Linked DNA regions of Canis lupus: region 2 is linked to region 1. Evidence: chromatin contacts called from public Hi-C data. All regions are on one chromosome and are shown on one strand. The core of a region is the stretch at or near the end of the contact, and the rest is flanking DNA. Distances in the headings are between cores, read along the strand shown. Region 1 holds the start of RBM5 (RNA-binding protein 5). Region 2 holds the start of RBM6 (RNA-binding protein 6).

Region 1 (6,996 bases), core at 2,523-5,022:
TAGGTAAGAGTTCTCACATAAGTCTTTACTTATTCTGGAGCAATAGTTCCCAGCCTGAGATCAAAACAAGTGAACTAGTTTTTTTCTTTTGCCAAGTGGTGGAAAATTAAGGAAAAAAAGGTAAAATCATTATTTCTTTAACAGAACTTTTTTTTTTTAACCTCAGAAGATTAGGAAAAGCAGTCTTTTTTTTTTTTTTTTTAATTTTATTTATTAATGTGAGACACAAAAGCAGAGACAGGCAGAGGGAGAAGCAGGCTCCCTGTGGAGAGCCCGATGCAGGACTCAATCCCAGGACCCCAGGATCATGACCTGAGCCAAAGGCAGATGCTCAACCACTGAGCCACCCAGGCGCCCCCAGGAAAAGCAATCTTAAAAAACTTTTCTCTGGGGATCCCTGGGTGGCTCAGCGGTTTGGCGCCTGCCTTTGGCCCAGGGCGCGATCCTGGAGACCCGGGATCGAATCCCACATCGGGCTCCAGGTGCATGGAGCCTGCTTCTCCCTCTGCCTGTGTCTCTGCCTCTCTCTCTCTCTATCATAAATAAAAAAACTAAAAAAAAAACTTTTCTCTGTAGTGAACATACATGGCTTTATTTAAAATAAAAAACAGGTGCGCCTGACTGGCTCAGTTGGTGGAGCATGTGACTTTTGAATCCGTGTTGTAAGGTTTGAGCCCCATGTTGGGTGTGGAGATTACTTAAGAATAAAACTTTAAAGAAACAAAAAACAAACAAAAAGAGACAAAAAAACAACTGTTTGTTGTCTTTGTTTTCTTTATTAGCTATGGAACTTGTTAAACTTTTCCAGACCCACATCAGCTGCCTGACAGGCTTTTGGGGGCACTGCTCTGGAGCTCAACCCAGCAAGCACCTCAGGGATATTCAGAAGTGCTTGTTGAACTGCTTTGAGAACAAAGCAATCAACTTCTAGTGGCCATTAAATCTAGCAGGTTCAGAAAAAAAAAAAAAAAAAAGTCTAGCAGATTCTGGATTCAGCAACTGACGCATCCAAGACATCCATTGCAGGGTTTACAATGACCCTATCTATGTTTAACTTTTAAATTTCATTAAACATATTTGGGTACCTTCTGTGGGTTGCATACTTTTACTTTTTCTAATGATGGAGATTTTACATATATCTCCTCCCCGTAAATTGGACACTATATATAAATACATATATGCACACATGAAAAAGTAGAACTATGTGTATGTATAGATAGTGCAATGATCTGAATGTGTCCCCTCCCCACAACATTCATACATTGTAATCCTTTCTTATTTTTAAGATTTTAATTATTTATTCATGAGAGGCAGAGGGAAAAGCAGGCTCCCTGTAGGGAGCCTGATGCTGGACTTGATCCCAGGACCCCAGAATCACGACCTGAGCCAAAGGCAGAGACACTCAACCACAGCCACTCAGGTGCCCCTGTAAATCCTAATCCTTTTTTTTGGTAATCCTAATTCTTAAAGGTAATGAATGGTATTAGTAGATGAGGCTTTGGGAAATAATTAAGCTCATGAATATGGAGTCATCATAAATGGGATTAGTGCTCTTGTAAAAGAGATCCTACAGAGCTTCCTAGATTCTTCTACCTCATGAGGATACAATAAGAAGTCTGCAACCTGGAAGAGGGCCTTCACCTGACCATGCCAGCACCTTGATCTTGGACTTCTCAGCCTCAAGAACTGTGAGAAAAATTTTTTTGTTTATAAGCTACCCAGCCTGTGGTATTTCTTCATAGCAGCCTGAACGGAGATAAATACATGCATACAGAGGAGGAGAGAGGAAGAGAGAAAGGAAGTTATCCATTGTTCCAAAATCAGAAATTTCTACCTTTCCATCTATTGTTTTTTGATTACCCAAAGAGTTTCCAGTGTCCACCACTTAATGCCCTTACTGTAGAATGCCCGTAGTTAGAATATGTTTAAAGAACATTTTTCCTGGTTGCTTTACCAAGAAAAAAATTTTCCAATATATTTGAAGCTTCTGGTTTAGAATCTACTCACTGACATCCTTCCACTTTTTTTTTAATTTTATTTATTTATTCATGAGAGATACAGAAGGAGAGAGAGGCGGAGACACAGGCAGAGGGAGAAGCAGGCTCCATGCAGGGAGCCTGATGTGGGACTCGATCCCGGGTCTCCAGGATAAACCGCTTAGCCACCGGGGCTGCCCCAGCACTTTTTTTTTTTTTAAGATTTTATTTATTTATTCATGAGAGACACACAGAGAGAGGCAGAGACATAGGCAGAAGTAGAAGCAGGCTCCCTGCGGGGAGCCCAACGAAGGACTGGATCCCAGGATTACGACCCAAGCCTGACACAGATGCTTAACCACTAAGGCACCCAGGCATCCCCTTTCCACTTATTCTTGAAAGATCTCTCTTTGAGAAAGAATATGGTGCAGTTTTCTATAACTGGTATCTTCCTCTACCTTGTCATGGTCTAATTCTTCTTGTCTGTATATGTGACCTGAAAGACCAGTTCACTAAAAATATCTCTGTAAATAATGCCAAAGGGCAAATTATGCTAACTAGAGGCACTGGAATACTACCATGTCACTGACCAGTCCCAGTCTGAAATACCTCCTAATTACCCAAGAATCCTTGCCATTTTCCACCCCAAATGTTACACGTTTAGCTTTCTTTGTTGGTGGATTAATTTGTTTACTCAGCAGATATCTATTGAGCACATACCATGTGCCAGGCACCAGTAGAGCCACTGGGGATACATAGTGAACTAAAGAGATACTTCTCTGCCCTTCTGGAGTTTACATTCTAGTAATTGAGAGCATGGACTCTGAAATCACATTTATTAGCTCAAATCCCAGTTCCATTACTATTAACTCTGCCTGAACTACTATCTCTCGAACAAGGACAGCGATGGATGGCTTTGATTAGGTGAGCAGCAACTGAGGCAGCTATAAGTGGTCAGATCCTAGATATATTTTGAAGATAGAGTCAACAGATTTACTGACAGATTAGATGCAAGGAAAAAATCATGGATGACTACAGGGTTTTTGTCCTCAGTAACTGGAAGTTGCCATTTATGAGCTGAGGAAGGCTGTGGAGGAGATACGGTTGAGTTCTGGCTGCAACTTTGAGATGCTATTAGACATCCAAATACTGTTAACCCTGAAAAAACAACTTTCCTGAGCCTTTGCCTTAGGCTAGAGAATATCAATTGAATGACACTCTTAAAACTTGCCTTCAAGAATTCTCTTAATTTGGAGGCGCCTGGCTGGCTCAGTAGAGCATACCACTCTTGATCTCGGGGTTGTGAGTTCTAGTCCCATGTTGGGTACAGAGGTGTTTGTTTTTGTTTTAAGAATTCTCATTTCCATAAGCCTCATTTTCCTCACCTGCAAAATGGGTTTAATAACCATCTCATAGGTTATGAAAATAAAAAATAGATATTTATAAAGCATCTAGCCCAACAATCTAGAGTCCAATAATACAATACTCGGTCAACTAACGTGACTTCTCTTAAAACCAGATTAAACGTGATATTCTACATTGTGTCTGGGAAAGCAAACTGTACTCTTTTGTAGCAAAGGCAAAGAATTACCGATAAAGGTAAGAGCTCTAATCAGAGTCTGCAAATGGCAGACTGGCAACTTCACCCTTGGTTTTGAAAAAAAAAAAAAAGAAAGAAAGAAAGAAATACGCAGGAAATTAACACAGGGCATAGTGAGTGACAGGACGCCTTAGCGACCACACTTCCCAGCAGTCCTCGCGTAGCCAGACACCGTCGCGGATTGGATGCCTCCTCGGGAGGCGGGTGGTGTGGGGGAGGTGGCAGGCGCGAGGTACTGTGGGTAGGAGACGGCCGTCGACCGAGGCGCCATTTTGTGAGGCGGCCGTACCCTGTTGGAGGTTCTGGGGCACAAAACCGCTACTTCTGCCACTTTGGTCTTTCCTGGGGGTAAGTGCAGCATCCGCCCGTAGCGCCCCGCGGTTCTTGCTTTTGAGGCAGGACTTGTGCAGCCTTCCTGACAGCCTCGGGCAGCAGCCGATCAGCCCCAGTCGCATCTCTCAAGTAGTTACCCGAAGCATTGGAGGGCCGCGCCCCTCCTCGCAGCCTGCGCTGTCAGCTTTCGGAGGGCGTCCTCTTGCCCCACCCGAGACCCGCTTCTTTCGTGCTCTTGACTGTGTGTCTGCCGGGACGCGTCTGCGACTCCCTAGCCCAACTGAACGTGGAGCCGTCGACTGTCCCTTGGGTACTCCTCAGGGGCGCCCGGCAGTTTCTAGCCGCCATCGCCCCTCAGCTGTACTTGAATCCGCCCTTTCCGGGAGATTGTTGGGCGAAGGCCGATCTGCAGGCTGGGAGCCTCTTGGGGGTCAGGAGGGGCGTGTGCAGGCATAAAGGGAAAGCCGGACGCCTGAGTCGGTCGCGCAGGCTGTGGCGCCGCCATCTCGGCCTCAACACCCCGCGAAGGTGGGTCCCGGCACTGCCGGGGCGACAAGGGGCGGCGTTAGAGATTCTGCCCAGGGCCTTATTTCTCCCAGGTGGTTCTCTTCCATTTATAATTCAGCAAATGTTCGTTGAGCGCCTACTCTGTAACAGGCGCCAGGGTCGGCTGAAAGTAGTTTCTCAGATCTTGCACGCATTGAACGCGGTCTAGCTGTGTGTTGTTTTATCACCGCCAGGGCGCTGCGGGGCCCAGCTGGCAGCCTCAAGGGTTAGTGGTGGTTATTGTTACTGAGGAATTAAGTCGTGTCGAGGTTTGCTCTTGTCTCATTGAAATAGCTTTGGACCAGCCGTTGCGTTATAAATGGAGTAGATTTCAATCACCGCAGCATCCTGGCTTCTGAAAGATTTAAACTTTTCATCAGAAAATTTTGAATTTTATATTGCTCCTTGTATTAATAAAGACGCTTTGATTAAAGTTTTAACCACCAACTACCCCCTTGGAGTTGATTTGATTAGAACACAGTCTGCTGATTGCATCGCTGCCTTTTTTTTTTTTTTTTTTTTTTGCTTTGTAATCCTAAAGTAGAAGGGAAGGATTCTTATTGAATAGGGACTCTAATATTTAAAGTGTGGTTCATCTTCCTGCTGTGTTCGTTTCAACAAAATCTTACTATGATTTTTCATAATGACAGTTAATCCTCCTGCCCCCACCTTGGATAATCACTGTTATTAATTTGATGAAATTCCAACTTCAGTAGTGTCCTAGCTTATAGAAAGATTGACTTAAATGATCTCAAATTTTCAGCAACCAATCTCTTTTGTTTCCTAGAAAAAAACAAAATTTGGACCTTTTGGAATAGTGTGGTACATCTTCAGTAGGATAATGGGTTCAGACAAACGGTAAGTTACTACTGTGTGTGTTTTTAATCTCAACATTTCATCAGAGACTGAACTATTTTTTTTAATTGTTTATCAAACAAATATTTGAGTATCTATTTTGTGCCAAGTATTGTTATTGCCTTCATGAGCCTTGCTCTTAAAAGCGTGCAGTTTATTTTTATTTATTTATTTTTAAAGCGTGCAGTTTAATGAGAGAAGTGAAGTACTGTGTGAACTGTGCTATATAAAAGAAGTCAAGGGTGCTGTTAGAACACATAGGAAGCATGTACTTTCCTGGAAATATCTAGGAAAGCTTCCTGGAGAAAGTATCCTCTAAGGTGAATCCTGAGGGTAGGTAAGAATTAGGCAAAGGAGGGCAGAGTGGAGTGGGTCACTGAGGGTTCCCAGTGTGGAAAGCAGCCTGTGTAGAAGCCAGGAGATCATACAAGTCTGTCACTTTACATAATAGCAAGCAATCAGTGAACACAAGTTCTTGTTATTGTCCCCTCTGTAGCAAGATGATCCTGATTTGTAGAAGCTTTGGACCATGGATTACATGAAAAATAAATGAATTGAAAAATTACTAGAGAATTAAGATGAGAACATTTGGCTGCTGTGTCATCTGTGGATTCTCCCACTCAAACTGTTTGATTTACATACAAGACCTTATTCGGCCACCTTCTTAGTATTGAGTCTGGTGCTAGTGATAAATCAAATTGATGGCCCAGAGAGTTTCTGGAGGTGTTCTTGTCACGTAATGTCATTGTTCTAATGTTGTGTTAGCAGTCTGTGGTTCCAAATGACTTACTAAATTAACATTTACCCTTTTAGGGTTTCTCATCCTCATACTTCCCATTATGAAATAGTCAGTCCTAACTACTAATTTCATTCGTTTCTTTTTATTAAATTTGTATACTCTGAATTGTTTATTTATTTGGTGAGGATGTAACATTAACATTACAAGTTAAAATTGTTAACTAGGCCCTTCTAAGCCTTTCCTTTGTCTTGTCCTTACATAGTTGTTTTATGAACCTGGTAAACAATTTTTGAAAGAACTATATCTGTAGTCAAATGGGTTTAAGCCTCTTGTTACTAGATTTGTCCAGTAACCAAAAGTAAACCAGATGTTATAGGAAATAATGTTTTCTGTTGGTACTGGTTATGTCTAACAAATGAACTTGGTTAACTGCCCGATGAGGGAAAAAAACTAATTTAATTCATCCAGGTTGTTAGTCCATTTCCCAGTAGTGTGATACCCTTGAGAGTAGGTGAGTGAGAACACATTCTCTTTGAGATGGGGTGAGATGCTAAAAATTACTTTCTTCCTATTTTTGATCAGCAAGATCTGAATCAGGGATAAGAGGGGTGATATGTGTAGACTACAGGTTTGGTAATACACAGGATGAACTTGGCCAACCTCACCTTTAAAAAAAAAAATGTGTGGTGGCCATATTTTCATATTTAGCATGATTTCCTGAAAGTTATCTTTGCCTTTAGGGGTGTAGATGTTTTCCTAGTGGTTGTCTTTGTAAACTAGAATCTGGTGATAAATTTTAGGGATATATAAAACTACTTGGATATCTTATACACTGAGCTCTGGGGCGAGGGGTGGTATTTTCAACCATGTTTTCTAAAGGTATAAATGGTGATTTACTTTAGATTAAATGAAAATTCTTTTCCCTGGCAGAGTGAGTAGAACAGAGC
Region 2 (6,996 bases), core at 2,189-4,688, 130 kb before region 1:
AAATAATACATTACCTGCACCTTCTGTTACCCTCCAGGTCAGGGGCCCCTCTAAATCTCTGCTTTCTGTTTGTGTGCGCCCATGATTTTCATGGACCCCGCTGTCATCTCCACAACATAGTAGTGTGGACTAGTGGGGACTAGAACAATGATAAAATAAGACCTCTTGTTCTTCTCCAGATTTATTTTCTTTTATAGCTTTAGTGGACATTTCAGAACCCAAGGGACTGTGAGGAAGTCATGGTGAACATGAAAATGCCTGATTGTGCCCTGAGGCTGGGATCTGTTCCCAGCCCTCTTGCTATGTTAAGGGTGTGACTAGGGGGAAATCCTCTCGTGTCCCTTTCAGCACCTTTAGCTGTTTCCCTTGCCTACAAATACAAGACATCTAGCACGAAGTATTTTGAGCTAAAAATAGGAACACTCAATCTTTCCCTGGAAAATCTGAAGTTTTCCTTTCTGCCTTTATTACTTCACAACTCCTGGGAAGGCAGCTGGGTTTTCAGCTTTGCTGGAAAATTTTATCCATGGTTTTGTATCCTCTGTATCTCTCCTGGTTCCTGTCTCTCTTTCTTTTTTTCCTGTCTCTTATTTTAACATTTGATCAAATCCTACTTTTGATACTGGAGAGCCATGGCCCCGAATGAGACCAAGGCAACAAGGAACAACAGACAGGACATGGTCTTTCTCTTTTCTGGGTCCTCCTCTGTGAGGATTTAGGGGCTGAAAGCAGACACATCTCACTGACTAGATCTTGTACACCCTGTTCCAGGTGAAGGTGCTGTTTGGATCAGCTCTTCTAAATAGCTCAGATTTCCTGCTCTCATGTAGTAAAAATGAACTTCAAGTACTATGAGCCCTTGTACGCTAAAAAAATAAAATTCTGGAGTGCCTGACTGGCTCAGAGGTTGAGTGTCTGCCTTTGGCTCAGGTAGAGTCCTGGAATGGAGTCCCACAAAGGCTCCCTGCAGGGAGCCTTCTTCTCTCTCTGCCTATGTCTCTGTCTCTTTCTCTCATAAATAAATAAATAAATAAAATATTTTTTAAAAATGAAAAAAAAGAGAAAATTCTGGATGCTTCCTCTGAAAACCATCAATAATCACCTTAAGGAAAAGGGGAAAGTAGTCAAGAGGCATAAATCTTGGAGGACAGGACTGACCTGGGTTGGAATCTCCATGCCTACTTCCCACACCCAACCAGCTGTGGCAATTACTTAATTTTTCTGGTGTTTGGGTTCCTTAACTATAAAAGGGATTTCCTCATATGATTATTATGAAAATTTAAATGAAAGATAATGAAAAAACAAAAGAAAGATAATGAAGTGGCAGCACAATGCCAGCCATATAGTTTGATAGAGAGTAGCGATTATTACTCAAGGAGTTTGGTGTACAGTAAGAATAATTGGTGTCTTAATAAGGTTTACCTCTTTAGAGGACAAAGTACTATCTGATAAGGGAGAGAGATCCACCACCAACAATGAATTGTCCAGTTTGGGAAACAAAGTCAAAGTAGCCACAGTTAGTTCTGTGTAGCTGTTCCTCCTCTTCCCTGTAATTTCTTAGTGCTAGTGTGCTCAGGGCTGGAACTCTGCTCTCCTGCCTACACTCCCTCCCTCATTCCCTTGGTCATCTCATAAAAGCCTGTGGCTTCAGATACTGGCATCAGCAATACGCTGATACCTCCCAGATTTGCATCTCTAACACTGACCTATTATCCTGAATTCCAGGCTGATGTATCCAATGACCAATTCCATGTCTCATTTTAATACTAGGCATCAAAAAATTCAATCTACCCCAAACAGCTCTTGCTCTTCCTACCAAAACTGCTTGCCCATATTCTTCCCTTTCTGTCCTTATCCCAGTTCATGTCTTCTGTTGCCAGACGGGTACAGGTATAATCCTTCTGTGGTTGTATTATTACAACAGACTCCTAAATGGCTGCACTGCTTCTGCCCTTCCTACCTTTGGCCTATTTCCACACAGCAGCCAGAGGGATCCTATTAACATGGATATCAAGTTATGATATTATTCTATTTGGAGCCCTCCAATGACTTCCCATGTCCCTCCTTACAGAAACCAAACTCATTTCAGTAGAGATTGTATATCTTGTTTAGTTCCTTGTCCATCTCCAGTAACTACCCCACCCCCATCTCCAGTAGAGCAGCAAATTTTATCAGCTTTGTTTGTTCCTATATCCCCAGCACCTGATACAGTGCCTGGCACACACAGGCCCCTCACAGTTTCCAAATGAAGGAAAGGCTTCTGGACAAGATGCCTGAAAAGTAGGAATTTTAAAGACTACTTAACCCAACAACCTCTTCTCTATAGATAAGCATTGCTTTATTTTAGGATGCTTTACAGGCTTTTCTTGTGGCAGATTCCTTTGATCCCATGATGTTGAATTCAGGCTACAAAATCAGGTTACCTTTTGTAAGGGTCCACCCATAACAGACACCAGGTGGCCGGAACCAGCAAGCATATCAACAGTGTAGATAACCCACCTGGAAGGTTGCAGCTTGCCATTTGAAGATTAGCTGTAAGGAGATTCTGGAAATGAGCTGCAAACTGAAAGCGTTTCTGCTAGATTGGGAGATTTGCAGATAACCTTCCAGTTCTGAGACCTCCCACAAGTCGCTCTTGGCCAGATTTATTTCCTGAGATCCAGCAAGGCCCTGTGGAAGCTGAAGCTGGGTGGATTTTCCCTCATTGGCAGTACTGAACCTTTAACATAGGTGGTATTTGCTTGATATTCTTTTTTTTTTTTTTTTTTAATTTTATTTATTTTATGATAGTCATCAGAGAGAGAGAGAGGCAGAGACACAGGCAGAGGGAGAAGCAGGCTCCATGCACCGGGAGCCCGATGTGGGATTCGATCCTGGGTCTCCAGGTCGCGCCCTGGGCCAAAGGCAGGCGCCAAACCGCTGCGCCACCCAGGGATCCCTTTACTTGATATTCTTTAGCGGGGGGATTGCCTAACTTGGAAACCCATCAGAAGGAAAGGGGGAGGAGCCTCTGATTACTGCTTCTCTAATTCAAATGCTTCTCTTGCACCTATCCTCGGGTCGTGGGCCAAAGGGTTAAGCTGGACAGAGGGGGTCAGGATCAGGCGCTTGTGTGGGCCTTCCTTCCTTGGAAGACTTAGGCGGGAGAAGTCTCACCCTGCCTTTACAAAGACAGGAAAGAAGGTGGCCTCAAACTAGGCAGACCAAAGCCTGATCCGTGCTCCCGGTGGGGAGCAAACCTAGGGCAGGCCAATCCAAAGGCCGACCTCACTTCCAGCTCAACTCTAAGGAGAGCACCGGAAGACAAGCCAGGGTCTAAACCACAACCCCCAGCAGGCCCCGCGAACGTGGGGAGGCACGTCCTCTCATTGGACGCCGGCGTGCAGCGTGCCCTCACGCCTGGCTCCCGTACACAGCCCCGCCCCCCCACGCGCGGGGCACGGCGGGAGTGGAGTCGGAGCGACCTGCCGCTGTACTCTATCTCCCGGCGGGCAGAGCGCTGAAGGCGGCGGCGCGGCGCCTTTGTGGAGGCAGCGGCCCGGCGCGGAGGAAGTTCCGGTCTCCGCGACGCTGGGTCGGTGGCGGCGGCTGAGGATTAGGAGGAGCGGGCCGTGGAGGCCGCGCTGCCTCGGTAAGGGCCTAGGGCAGTGGAGAGGGCGTGCCGGGGCCTGCGGGGAGGGAGGCGGCCTGCCAGGCCGCTACTGAAGTCGCGGGTCCGCGAGGCCTGGCAGCTGCGGCTTCGGTGTCGCGGGGCGGCCGCGGCCTCGCTCGGGAAGAAGAGAGCCAAGTGGCGGTGTGGTGAGGGAGGCGCCGCCCTCGGGAGGAACGCCCCGGAACGGTCGCGGGCCCGGGGCGGGGCCCGGCGCGGCGGTAGAATTACCGGTGCAGCCTCGGGGCTGTCGGCTGCGGGTAGGGGCCTGGCGCGTGGTTACGGTTTGGTGCTTCTGGTCTGTGGAGCCGCAGGCGGGTCCTTTCTTCTTCCTTTTTTCCTGCTTTTGCAGGAATCTGATCCAGTTCTGAGGCATTGCTTGAGAAAGAGGCCTTCGTGTGCCTGGCACGTAGTTTCGTCCTTAGACCTGGCTAGGCACGAATGGGCTCGGCCGTGCCACCGGGTGTGCGAGCTCGGAGCCCGGCACGCGGGGCTGTAGAACCTGGAGGCAGGGGAGTGGTCTGGTGGGTTCTGCGCCCGTTGGGAGAATGTGGGAGGAGGGAATTTTTTTTTTTTTTTTTTTTGTATTTTCTCTTCAGATTCCTTTTAGCATTGTAAATCTGTGTTTTCCTCCTAACTTTAGTATTGATTCAACTCTAGGAGTGCTTTTTTTTTTAAAGGACTATGTTTTGTAAGGTACATACACTTTTAAGGGTAATGGTATTTTTTGCATATTCCAGCTTTGCAGGTGAAGGTCAGAGTTGCTGGATCTAATTGAAGGAGTTCAGTAGATATTTATTTATTTATTTATTTATTCATTCATTCATTCATTCATTCATGAAAGAGAGAGAGAGAGAGAGAGGCAGAGACACAGGCAGAGGGAGAAGGAGGCTCCATGCAGGGAGCACGACATGGACTCGATCCCGGGTCTCCAGGATCGCGCCCTGGGCTGAGGGCGGCCCTAAACCGCTGAGCCACCCGGGCTGCCCAGTTCAGTAGACTCTGATGAGCCTGGTCATTTGGTTCATTTTCTGAACTCTGGATTGTGCCCTAGGTTTGTTTTCGACTTTCTGTTGAGTAATGCCACCAGTGTGAATAGTTTATAATGTCAACATCAGCAAACTTGTGAGGACTATAGGCAGAGGTATCAAGAACTGATGGGTGGGGGATGCCTGGGTGGCTCAGCAGTTTGGCGCCTGCCTTCGGCCCAGGGCGTGATCCTGAAGACCTGGGATCGAGTCCCACGTCGGGCTCCCTGCATGGAGCCTGCTTCTCTCTCTGCCTGTGTCTCTGCCTCTCTCTCTCTCTCATTAATAAATAAATAAAATCTTTATTAAAAAACAAAACAAAAAAAAACTGATGGGTAACAGTGAAACTAGCAACGTGTAAAGCACATTGCTTAACTAATGGCCTGTTACTATTTTGGTGAAACACAGACAAGTTGGACCTGAACCTTGTCTCATTAATTAGCACCTAATTGGGTACTTAACCTATAGGATAGGTACTAGGTCTCTTTTCTGGACATCTTCAGTCGCTTCCTTCTTCTTCCTTCTTTCTTCTTTCTTCTTCTTCTTCCTGATTTTTATTATTTATTCGTGAGAAACACAGAGAGGCAGAGACATAGAGGGAGAAGCAGGCCCATGCAGGAAGCCTGATGTGGGACTCGATCCCAAGACTCCGAGATCACTCCCTGAGCCAAAGGCAGATGCTCAACCACTGAGCCACTCAGGTGTTCCTGCAGCACCCTTCTTTATAGAATTCTGTTACCAGACTGGGGTTTTTGCTGCCTTTAGGATCCTAGGTTGTTGTAGCCTTTCAGAGGAGACTTGTCAAAGCTTGGGTTGGGGCGGTGAGTGCATGTTACTAAATGAGCTCTCTTATTGCAAATACTTGAGCAAGGTTATACTCTTCTGCCAAAGTTTAAATGTATAAACTACTGTTAAAAATCAGATTCAGGGTTGTAATAAAATTAAAACTATTAGAAAGTTATGAAATTTTAAAGATCATAACTCATTCCTGGATGGTCTTTTTTTAGCCATATACCAAGTGCTTAGAATTAATTTTTCTGCCATACTCCCACAGTACCTTCTTCATCTCATTTACTTAGTTAATGGGGCATCTGTTGAATGCCTTTTATAACCCTCCTGTCAATGCTGTGGGACTCAGAATAGCAGAGTAGGTAACTGGTGGAGCTCTAGAATCTGATAGGTTTTGAATCCTTGACTCCTCCACTAATTCAATTACATTGGATAAATTACCCTTAGTTTCCTTATATGTGAAATGAGGTTCTTGTGAGGTTTTATGTAATGCTTTTAGAACAGTGCTTGGAGGGGATCCCTGGGTGGCTCAGCGGTTTAGCGCCTGCCTTTGGCCCAGGGCGCGACCCTGAGGTCCCGGGATCAAGTCTCGCTTTGGGCTCCCAGCATGGAGCCTGCTTCTCCCTCTGCCTGGGTCTCTGCCTCTCTCTCTCTCTCTCTGTGTCCATCATGAATAAATAAATAAATCTTTTTTTTAAAAAAAGAACAGTGGTGTGTAGAAAGTGTCCACTAAATGTTAACCACCTCTGTTGTCTTTTCCCTTTATTGAGATGTAGTTTGTAATTCATGTGCCATACAATTAACCATTTAGAGTGTGTAATTCAATACTTTTTATATATTACATTGCTAATTTCTTTCCAAAGGTGTGGTAAATATATTTTGTTACAAAAATGTAACAAAATTTGCTATTTAAACCACTTCTTTTGATTTTTTTTTTTAAAGTTTATTTATTTAAGGAATCTCTGCACCCAGCATGGGCTCAAACTTATTACCTGGAAATCAAGAGCCACACAACCTTCTGATTGAGCCAGCCAGACACCCCTAAGCCATTTTTAAGTGTAAAATTCAGTGCATTAATTACATACATAGTGTAGTGCAACCATCCCCACTATTTCCAAAACTTTTTTGTCATCCCAAACAAACTCTTATCCATTAGCAAATAACTCATTGTTCCCTTCCTTCAGCCCCTGGTGGCCCCTAATTTATAGTCTGTCAATGTGAATTTCTCTGTTTTAGGTATCCCATGCAAGTGAAATCATACAATATTTATCCTTTCATGTCTGACATATTTTACTTACCATGATGTTTTCATGGTCTATTCACATCATAGCATGTATGCAAACTTCATTCCTTTTTTTAAAAGTTTATTTATTTATTTATCTCTACATCCAACATGGGGCCCAAACTTACAACCCCAAGAGTTGCTCACTCTTCTGACTAAGCCAGCCCGGCACCCCAGACTTCATTCCTTATTTATTTTTAAATTAAATAAAATCTTTTAAAATATTTTATATATTTGACAGAGAGGGA

What was found. A called contact is a pair of places that touch in the nucleus more often than the background predicts.
Region 2: a Hi-C map of amygdala shows a contact between it and region 1, with 2.0 times the contacts expected there. The contact joins the promoter of RBM6 here to the promoter of RBM5 in region 1. A contact is called at or near these places in 2 of 9 Hi-C or Micro-C datasets (amygdala and blood).

What each region holds. Positions count from the first base shown.
Region 1 is chr20:39,632,435-39,639,430 of UU_Cfam_GSD_1.0, reverse strand. It overlaps RBM5 (RNA-binding protein 5), which reads left to right and starts at 3,772. Exons shown (of 25, transcript XM_038566392.1): 1 at 3,772-3,924; 2 at 5,243-5,313; 3 at 6,980-6,996. The coding sequence starts at 5,297.
Region 2 is chr20:39,763,933-39,770,928 of UU_Cfam_GSD_1.0, reverse strand. RBM6 (RNA-binding protein 6) reads left to right here and starts at 3,438. Exons shown (of 20, transcript XM_038566394.1): 1 at 3,438-3,631.